Regions from separate parts of the Mus musculus genome. Here regions 2 and 3 are each linked to region 1. A link is a contact called in public HiChIP or PLAC-seq and capture Hi-C data. All regions are on one chromosome and are shown on one strand. Each heading gives the region's core, a stretch centred on a gene start, on an enhancer-like site or on the middle of the called end of the contact. The rest is flanking DNA. Distances are from core to core; before and after follow the strand shown.

Region 1 (2,627 bases), core at 84-2,583:
CAAACAAAACAAAGACATCAGTAGACTGTATACAACATAACAATGCTTTGTATTTCTGTATTTGCATAAATGCTTGGCCATACATCTTAGATTTACTTTCCTAGTAATGGACTTTTTGAAAGCTAACAATCAAATTAAAATGTTTGCCAAAACTCCAGCCACAGGGTGATTGTTGTCAGGAATATGTTGGTAATAAGTTAGCTGATCTAGAATGAAGAATTTATTATGAAAAATCCATGCAATGGGCAAGTTACACATAGTTATGCATCCTGCTGGAAGGGCCAAGGGGTGAAAGGCAAGGGTTCATGGCCCAGCCATGGCTTCTTTCTACACGCTATAAATCCTGGGGAAGGGAGACAGCTGCCAGCTGCCTATGCTTCGTTCTGTTGGTTTTCTTGGCAAATAAGCCCTGAGGACAGAAAGGACTGAAAGTCAAACATGAGAGAGATGTCTAGATGACTAAGTCCCCCATGTGTTTTAGGAAGTGTTTCTGATGGATGGAACAACACCAAGCTGCTTCCAACCCAGTTTTTGAAATTAGAAAGAAGAAAAGAATGTAGCTGGAAGGAGGTGTGGTGGGGACACAGACAAGCAGCAGAAGCTGGCTCCCTTTCTAAGAAGTATGGCACAGAAAGGAGACACTTGTAGATTCTGGCAAAAATAAGACTAAGTGCAAAGGGTGGTCTGAAGATATTTGTTCCAGAGCTGGACACTGTGACACTTTTAAGACTGTAATTTGAAGATATATTATACAAATCTGCCTCTGAAGATGGTCAAGCCCTCCCCTTTGTTAGTAACCACAGCATAACCTCAAGCACCTCTGACTGACTTTTAAAACAGGAGACTTCCTATGTTGTCTTCTTCACGAAGTTACCAAGATGAAACGAGAAAAAATGAAAACTAAAAATGTTTTTGAAGATGCTGTGTTTGTGTGTGTGACAGAGAAAGTGACCCCACTCGTCCCTTGTACCAACCCTATCAGATCCAGAGAATAGGAAGAAGCCAGTGAGGCTTCATGCCTCAGTTTCCCTCCTTCCCGGCAGCCTCAGGGAAACAAAGATAGAAACAGTAAGCACTGCTGCAGAGTAACTAACCAGATTGAAGAGACGCCTGTTACGTTAGGGGTAACATGAAAACTATGGCAGACTCTCCCCAGAGCATAACTGTTGTTTACTAAACAAGGACACTTTCATTACAGAGACTAGAGGACCCACACTGTCTCATCCCCCCTCTTTGGCCCCTTTGTGAACTGCAGGTCTGGCTCATTCACAGTCCCCAGGTAGTAATCCTGAGCCTGCCTTTCAGTGGAGGGCAAAGGCAGGGAGGTGGCCGAGGTGGGCCAGTAATTAAAAGGGCCACCCATTCAGAAGAAGATTGAGTCAGCCAAGGGGAAAGGGCGGTGAGGGGTGGGAAGCCCTTAGCACCAGGAAGAAAGGCCAGACACAAAGGAAGGAAGAGGCAGAAAGTTAGCAGTTGTCCTGACAACCAGGGCCCCTACTGTTCCTGGTGACTTTAACTCACAGGGGTGCCCCCCTCTTGGCTGAGAGGGGAGCCACCACCCCAGGAAAAGAAGAAAGGAGGCAGAGGAAAGAGAGCTGCCTAATTATGAGCTCTTTATCAGGAGGGTTCCTGCTTCCAAATGTCACCAGTATAAGAAGTACCAGAGTTAGAGTGTGCTCAGCCAAGATTTGGAAGAAAATTACCTGGGATCCTGTTTAAATAAGCAGAGGTAGCAGGACTTCAAGACAGGGTGTGAAAATGGCTACAGAAGGCTAGAAAAGATCAATCTTGCAGACAAAAGATCAACAGGAGAAACATGTCCAAGAGAAAGAAACTGGAAAATCCGAGTTTGATTTGGGAGTAGGAGAGAAAGAAGCGTGAGCAGAGCAGGTTGGGGAAGCACCTGCGTGGGCGTTATCTAATGGCTTCTGCTTTCCTCTCTTTAGGATGCCTTTGAAAAGCTTCTCAAGGCGAAGGCTTTCCTGACACCAAGGAGAGATTCTAAGGACAGCATTGTGGCAGCTCCAGGGTTTTTGCATGGTGGCAACTCTGTGTGAATCAGCAATAGTTAGAAAGCAGAGGGAAATAATACATACAACTAGAAAGGGAAAAACCACAGTGGGGAGAGGAAGGGCTGTTGGGGCTAATGCTGACGCTGCACTACACAGCCAGGCTCCCACACAGGAGCCCTAACTCCTTGAGAACCGCGCTCCAGTGCTGCTGGCATGCCCATGGAGTGAGACTGAAGCGTGTACCTGGATGTGCACATCTGCTCCTTCACTGCTCCACTGTCACTTTCTTCCTCTGCAAGGCACTTGATGGCAATGCTAAGGACAGAGTGAGGATCGGAATGGAGTATGGCTCAGTGGCAGAGCACTGGCCTACCACCTACTTTACACAGACTTATCATCGTGCATATTTAAGGCTTTGGGATCCAAAAGGCCTAAATATGGGCTAAAGAGTACCGACAAAATTCTCTCAATTCAGATGTCTGTCCGGCTCATTATTACCACAGACCTGTTGTTCGTTCTGATCTCAATATATCAGTTCCAGCACTGAACTCTTAAAGGATGGAAGCCACTCAAAAGGCCATCTCTGACGAGACTGACTAGAGAACAGTGTGCTGA
Region 2 (2,627 bases), core at 84-2,583, 700 kb before region 1:
GGCCCTAGCCGTGCCTCGTCCCACTATGCACAGATTGAAACTTCACCTACAAACCTGTTAGTGTGATCTGTGGAGAATGTACAGAACTTAACTACATCAATAAACACTTTAACGTCCCCTGAGCACCTTGTGTTCCTGACCATGGCTTCGATCTATGCTGATGGAGCGTTCTAGGCCTGCTTTTGGGGATGAAGGGTGTCTATCTTCCTTCAGTGAAGAGTTACTAGCCTGTATTACAGTGGCCATAGTAAGTTGAATCAAGAGCTCCGTTTTCATTCCAAAAAGAAGGAGAAAGTGACTGGCTTGCTGGCTGTTGTGGGATAATCTCAGCACTGTGGGGGAGGGGTTGCTCACACGGAGGACTGATGAGGTGACGGCCACTATTGAGCGGGTAGCAAGACCCTATTTTACGCGCAAAGAAAGATGAAGGAAAGCCTGCCTGTGGCATTTTGCAAAATTTAAGTCAAGACTTCTTCCCACTGTTAAGAATAATGTCAATAGAGCTTATGGCTGAATTTTCAGGAAGCTGTCCATAGCCGCTGCGGCGTCTGAGCTTAAGTGACTTGCCACTAGAAGTCCCTGTGCTCAGCGACTTGGGCTTTTAGCTGCTTCCAGGGCTTTGGGCCTGAGCACTGTTATCACTCAGTCTTAAATACTATGCTACAAGAGTTGATACATGTTATGAAACATGCAGTTACTGGGGTCATACCGTATGAGTTTCTAAGCCAGTAAGCATAGGGTGGGGACATGCTGCCAGCAGTCTGATTCTCTGTTAACATTCAACACTGCCCAGCTGCTTCTATGATGTCCCCTCAGGTTACTGCCCAAGAGAGTCACAAAGAGAGAGAGACCTTTATATTTGAAGTGGCTTTAAAGAGGTACCACTGGACCCTCTATTGCGGCCTGGGAAATGACTTTGCCATTCATTATCTAATTCAAAATACAGCTTTGTTTATTTGTCTATTGTCTGTTCACGGATTCTCAAGTATTGTGTGGCTTGGCTATCTTTGCAAGCCAACCCCAGTCCAAGTCTATCCAACTGGTCAGCTCTCAGAACTTGTCACCAGCACTCTGTTGACAGTGGTGTTCTGGGTGTTGAGAGCTTGTGAGAGGACCGTGCATGACCCACAGTGGATTAGCTACAGTAGAGGTTGGGTCAGAACACAAGAATTCCTGCAGCCAGGCCTGTGTGTGTCTCTCCCTGTACGGGTTTGCTTTGCACTCAGCAAGGCGTTGACTCATTTAATTGACTTCGCCTTAAACTGTAGAGGTAGTTGTGTTTATGGTAGCCATATAGTGATTACATTTTGTAAGGAAACACCCACAGAAATGTAAAGCGGGAACTGCCCTTTGACCTCACCCAAGCAGGACGGCTCCCTCATGGGCACAGAAAGAAACTTACTCATCTCCTGGTTTCTGCTTGGATGACTAAGCTGTGACCTCTGGGGAATGTGGCCCTGCCCACCTTGCAGTAAACCTCAGGTGCTGGCTGCTATTGAGAGTGAAGGGCCTATCTGCCTGTTCGCTCTCAGTTGCAAATCCGAGCCCAGTGGCTGAGATCTGTGCCTGACCCAGCTATGTAGATGACCTGCTGTGGTTTCCGTTGCTTTGACAATCGATACTCTTATTTTTGAAGACATGGGTTAGAGTGCAGTAAGTCTCTGAGATTCCAGAGGATCCAGGGGGCATATCCATAGAAACATACTGTCAGATTCTTAGGAGAGGACAAGGACAAGGGCAGAGCAAAATGAAGTAAAGGGGCATCTTGATTGTAGCTGAAACATGACCCCCGCATCACCTGCACCACCTCATGACACAGCCGGAGTCTGGTTCTGACAAAAAGGAATATTTCCCTTTATTTATAAAATGAAGAGGCCGATGTCTCTTGCCACTTTGCCTATGAAATAGGCATGTCTTTCTGTCCTTTGTGGTCTTGGTCACAGACGTCATTAGTCAGTTCTTCTGTCGAGCAGCCCAGAGATTAGGCGTAAATTACATTTCCCCAAAATCTTTGAAATAGATTAGAGAGGACTTGGGAAGTCTCTAGATTTCTGGCCAAGAATATCCAGATCTGGGTAACAATTTGAAAGTCAAATATTGGGTGACAGCGGTGCACTCCTACAGGAGTGCCAGTCCTGGGGAGGCTGGGGCACGACAACTACTGAAGGCCAGCCTGGTTTTTATAGTTCAGAACCAACTTGGACTACGTAGGAGACCCTGTATCAGGATGTGTGTGTATTTGTGTGTATGTTTATGGATGTGGATGGATGGGTGTGTGCACATACACATGGAAACTCGTAATTGATGTTAAATGTCTTCCTCAGTTTTTTCTCCACCTTAAAAACAATTTGTGTGTGTGTGTGTATGCTGTATTTGTATATGTCTGCAGAGGACATCAGACACCCAGGGGCTGGAGTTACAGAGTTTGTGTGCTGTCCATCATTCAGTTAGGAACTGAATCCCAATCTCTTGGAAGCAAGTACTCTAAATAACTGCTCCAGCCCAGTCCACTTAGTCCCTCACTAAACCTGGCTCCCCCCTTTGGCTAGGCAGATCAGCTCAGGAACCCTTTACCTCCCAGGGCTGGAATTACAAGGGGATGCGCTTTGCCCAGCCTTCGGCCCTTG
Region 3 (2,627 bases), core at 85-2,584, 560 kb before region 1:
GCTGGAGGTTAATATCAGGTGCCTTCCTCTGTTCTCTACCTTAATTAATGTTCTGGTGTATGTGTGTGTGTGTGTGTGTGTGTGTGTGTGTGTGTGTGTGTGTGTGGTACTTGCTTGTGACTGTGTGGAAACATGTATCTCTATGCATGAATGTAGAGGACACTGGGCATCTTCCTCTACTGTCCCCTACATTTTGCCTGAGATACAGTCTCTTGCTAACGCATGTTGTCTGACCAGTGAGCTCTCAGGATCCCCCTGTCTCTGTTCCCTAGTGCTGGGGTTTCAGGTACTCACAGCCATGCCAAGCTTTTATATGGGTGCAGTAGATTTGAATTCGGATCTTCATGTTTGAAAAACAAGTTCTCTGACCCACTTAGCTATCTCCGAGCCCTCCACTTTTTTTTTTTTTTTTTTAAGTCAGGGTCTCTTACTAAACCTGTTTACAGATAGACTAGGCTGGCTGGCTAGCCATGGACATGCAGGGATCTGCCTTTCTTTGCTCTTCCCCACCACCACAGTTACAGACATATACAGATTTTTATGTAGGATCCAAATTCAGGTCCTCGTGCTTGTAAACAAACATTTTACTGACTGGGCCATCTCACCAGATCCTATATTTATATAGTTGATTAAAACAGGAAAAGCTTGGCATGGCTATACCTATAACCCAGCACTAGGAGACAGACCTTTTTTGTACAGTTCAGGATCCATTGCCTAGGGATGGATCCACCCACAATGGGGTGGACCTTTCTATATCAGTTAGCAATCAAGAAAATGCCTCACAGTGGTGTTCACAGGCCAGTAGAATCCAGGCTATCCCTCAGCTGGGACTGACTCAGATAACCCTGGACAGTGTCAAGTTGACAGCTGAAGCTAACTAGGAGGAAGGCCTCCAGGGATAAAACCACATTTCCTGAAGGGGAAGAAATTCCTCTCCAAGACTGCAACACAGAAATCCTGCCTGCTGGTCTGCCCAACAGATTTTAGACGTGACAGCCTCCACACTTATGTGAGCTGACTCTTTAACATAAATATCTCTCTGGCTACATGTATATCCTTTGGGTTCTGTCTCCCTGGAGAACCTTGACTAAATTAGGCTGCTACAGAATTAGTGTATCTGTGAATACAGTGTCAATGTCTCCAAATGATGAATGGGAGAAAGCCCAAGACAGCAGTGACATTGAAGGTATTGACATCTGATGCATAAGAATTCTTTCTCTCCCATACCCCCTTTCACTTGAGACAGGCTCTCTCTTTGTAGCACTGGATACCCTGGAACTCACTGTGTATGTTAGACTGGTCCAGACTCCCAGAGATCTACCTGCCTCCTGAGTACTGGGATTAAAGGCACCCGCCACCACACCCAGCATGAGTACGATCCAGTTCCTCAGGAATCAGGATAGAACTGACTGACTGGATAGGAAGGATTTCAGTCTGGTGTGGAGGGCAAGATATAGGAAATTGGTAATGAGTTCCCTCATGATAAAAGAGTAGAACAGAGCAGTGCTTGCTTTATTGCTTTTGTTTCTTAGTTCTTTTCTGTAAACAAGATTTCCAAAAAGATTGATCTTAAATATAAAGAATTTAGGATTTTGGTTTGTCACAGAGGAAACATCTTTTTGCTTCAGGATGAAAACCAGTTGGAACGTGTCCACACTTAGCTTCAGTTGATTTATTCTCATCAGCTTATTATATGCAAAGCTGAGCGGGCAATGGCCCATATGGTTTGATTTTGATGTCACTTAGAGGAGCTGTTCTCTTGCTTAAATTACCCGGTGGAAGAATTATATTTATTTCTAATTATAGAATATTACATTTAGATGTTTATTCCCTTAAACTTCAAGCTATTTCTCCTATCTGTCCAGTGGGCTTTCCAATCTCTCTGCATACCATGCATTTCCCAAACTCCACCCCAAATAACCATCTGCTCCCACCTCCCACCTCATGCCCCACCTCATGCCCCACACCCCGCCACCACTGTCAATACATTCTACTATTTTTTTGTTTTTTGTTTTGTTTTTTGTTTTTCAAGACAGGGTTTCTCTGTATAGCCCTGGCTGTCCTGTAGACCAGACTGGCCTCGAACTCAGAAATCCACCTGCCTCTGCCTCTGCCTTCCGAGTGCTTCTACCAGAGCTCTTATCTCTCTACACTAGACCCAATTTCCTTCTAAGTTTCTCATTTCAGTGAGTTATTCCTCCATTAGCTAGAAAGCCAAGTGTTCCCATCACCTAAATCTAACTGCTCACTAGGCTTCTGGGTCTTTCCCATCAACCTTTCTTGACTGTATTACTCCCAGATCCTTCCCTTAGCTCAGGAACTTTGGGAAGGTCATAAAACAATTGCCCGTACTGAAGGGAGAGGCTAATTAACATTCCTCAGACCACAGGGTGGGAACCTACCTTCATTCTGCCAGATGGACTGTTGCTGACCTTCAGACAAGGGAAATTTTTGCCATCACATTCCCTAAAGACCAATCAATTTAAAGGGTGCACTGTTCCACCAGTCATACTGTGCCTAGTTGCTGATGCTCTGTTCGGCCCCTGGAAACCATATAAAAATTTCCTGACCGGGCACCAGAGGGTCATGGCCTCTCCTTCAGGTCTGGGGTGACCCCAGTGCAATGG

Evidence for each region. HiChIP or PLAC-seq counts read pairs in DNA pulled down with a chosen protein or histone mark. Capture Hi-C pulls out chosen DNA fragments and counts their contacts.
Region 2: a contact with region 1 is called in an H3K27ac HiChIP or PLAC-seq map of embryonic stem cells, with 8 times the contacts expected there. The contact joins two enhancer-like sites. A contact is called at or near these places in 1 of 484 Hi-C or Micro-C datasets (cortical neurons) and 4 of 115 datasets of contacts at active chromatin or transcription factors (bone marrow-derived macrophages, embryonic forebrain, embryonic stem cells and 1 more).
Region 3: a capture Hi-C map of embryonic stem cells shows a contact between it and region 1, with 5 times the contacts expected there. The contact joins two enhancer-like sites. A contact is called at or near these places in 11 of 39 promoter capture datasets (the 3T3-L1 cell line, cranial neural crest, frontonasal cranial neural crest and 6 more), 1 of 484 Hi-C or Micro-C datasets (nephron progenitors), 8 of 115 datasets of contacts at active chromatin or transcription factors (bone marrow-derived macrophages, craniofacial prominence, embryonic basal ganglia and 2 more) and 1 of 9 other capture datasets (embryonic stem cells).

The regions. Positions count from the first base shown.
Region 1 is chr9:30,448,792-30,451,418 of GRCm38.p6, reverse strand. All of the region lies in intron 8 of Snx19 (sorting nexin 19), which reads right to left. Among named protein-coding and RNA genes, the nearest start is that of Snx19, 23 kb to the right of the region's middle. Within about 2 kb of position 1,333, at least 17 of the 459 cell types and tissues checked have an H3K27ac peak or open chromatin away from gene starts, as enhancers often do. A contact at or near this core is called in embryonic stem cells, where this site is marked.
Region 2 is chr9:31,147,052-31,149,678 of GRCm38.p6, reverse strand. Aplp2 (amyloid beta (A4) precursor-like protein 2) reads left to right here. Exons shown (of 18, transcript NM_001357698.1): 18 at 1-122. Among named protein-coding and RNA genes, the nearest start is that of St14, 17 kb to the right of the region's middle. Within about 2 kb of position 1,333, at least 40 of the 459 cell types and tissues checked have an H3K27ac peak or open chromatin away from gene starts, as enhancers often do. A contact at or near this core is called in embryonic stem cells, where this site is marked.
Region 3 is chr9:31,010,023-31,012,649 of GRCm38.p6, reverse strand. No RefSeq gene overlaps it. Among named protein-coding and RNA genes, the nearest start is that of Gm29724, 7.6 kb to the right of the region's middle. Within about 2 kb of position 1,334, at least 39 of the 459 cell types and tissues checked have an H3K27ac peak or open chromatin away from gene starts, as enhancers often do. A contact at or near this core is called in embryonic stem cells, where this site is marked.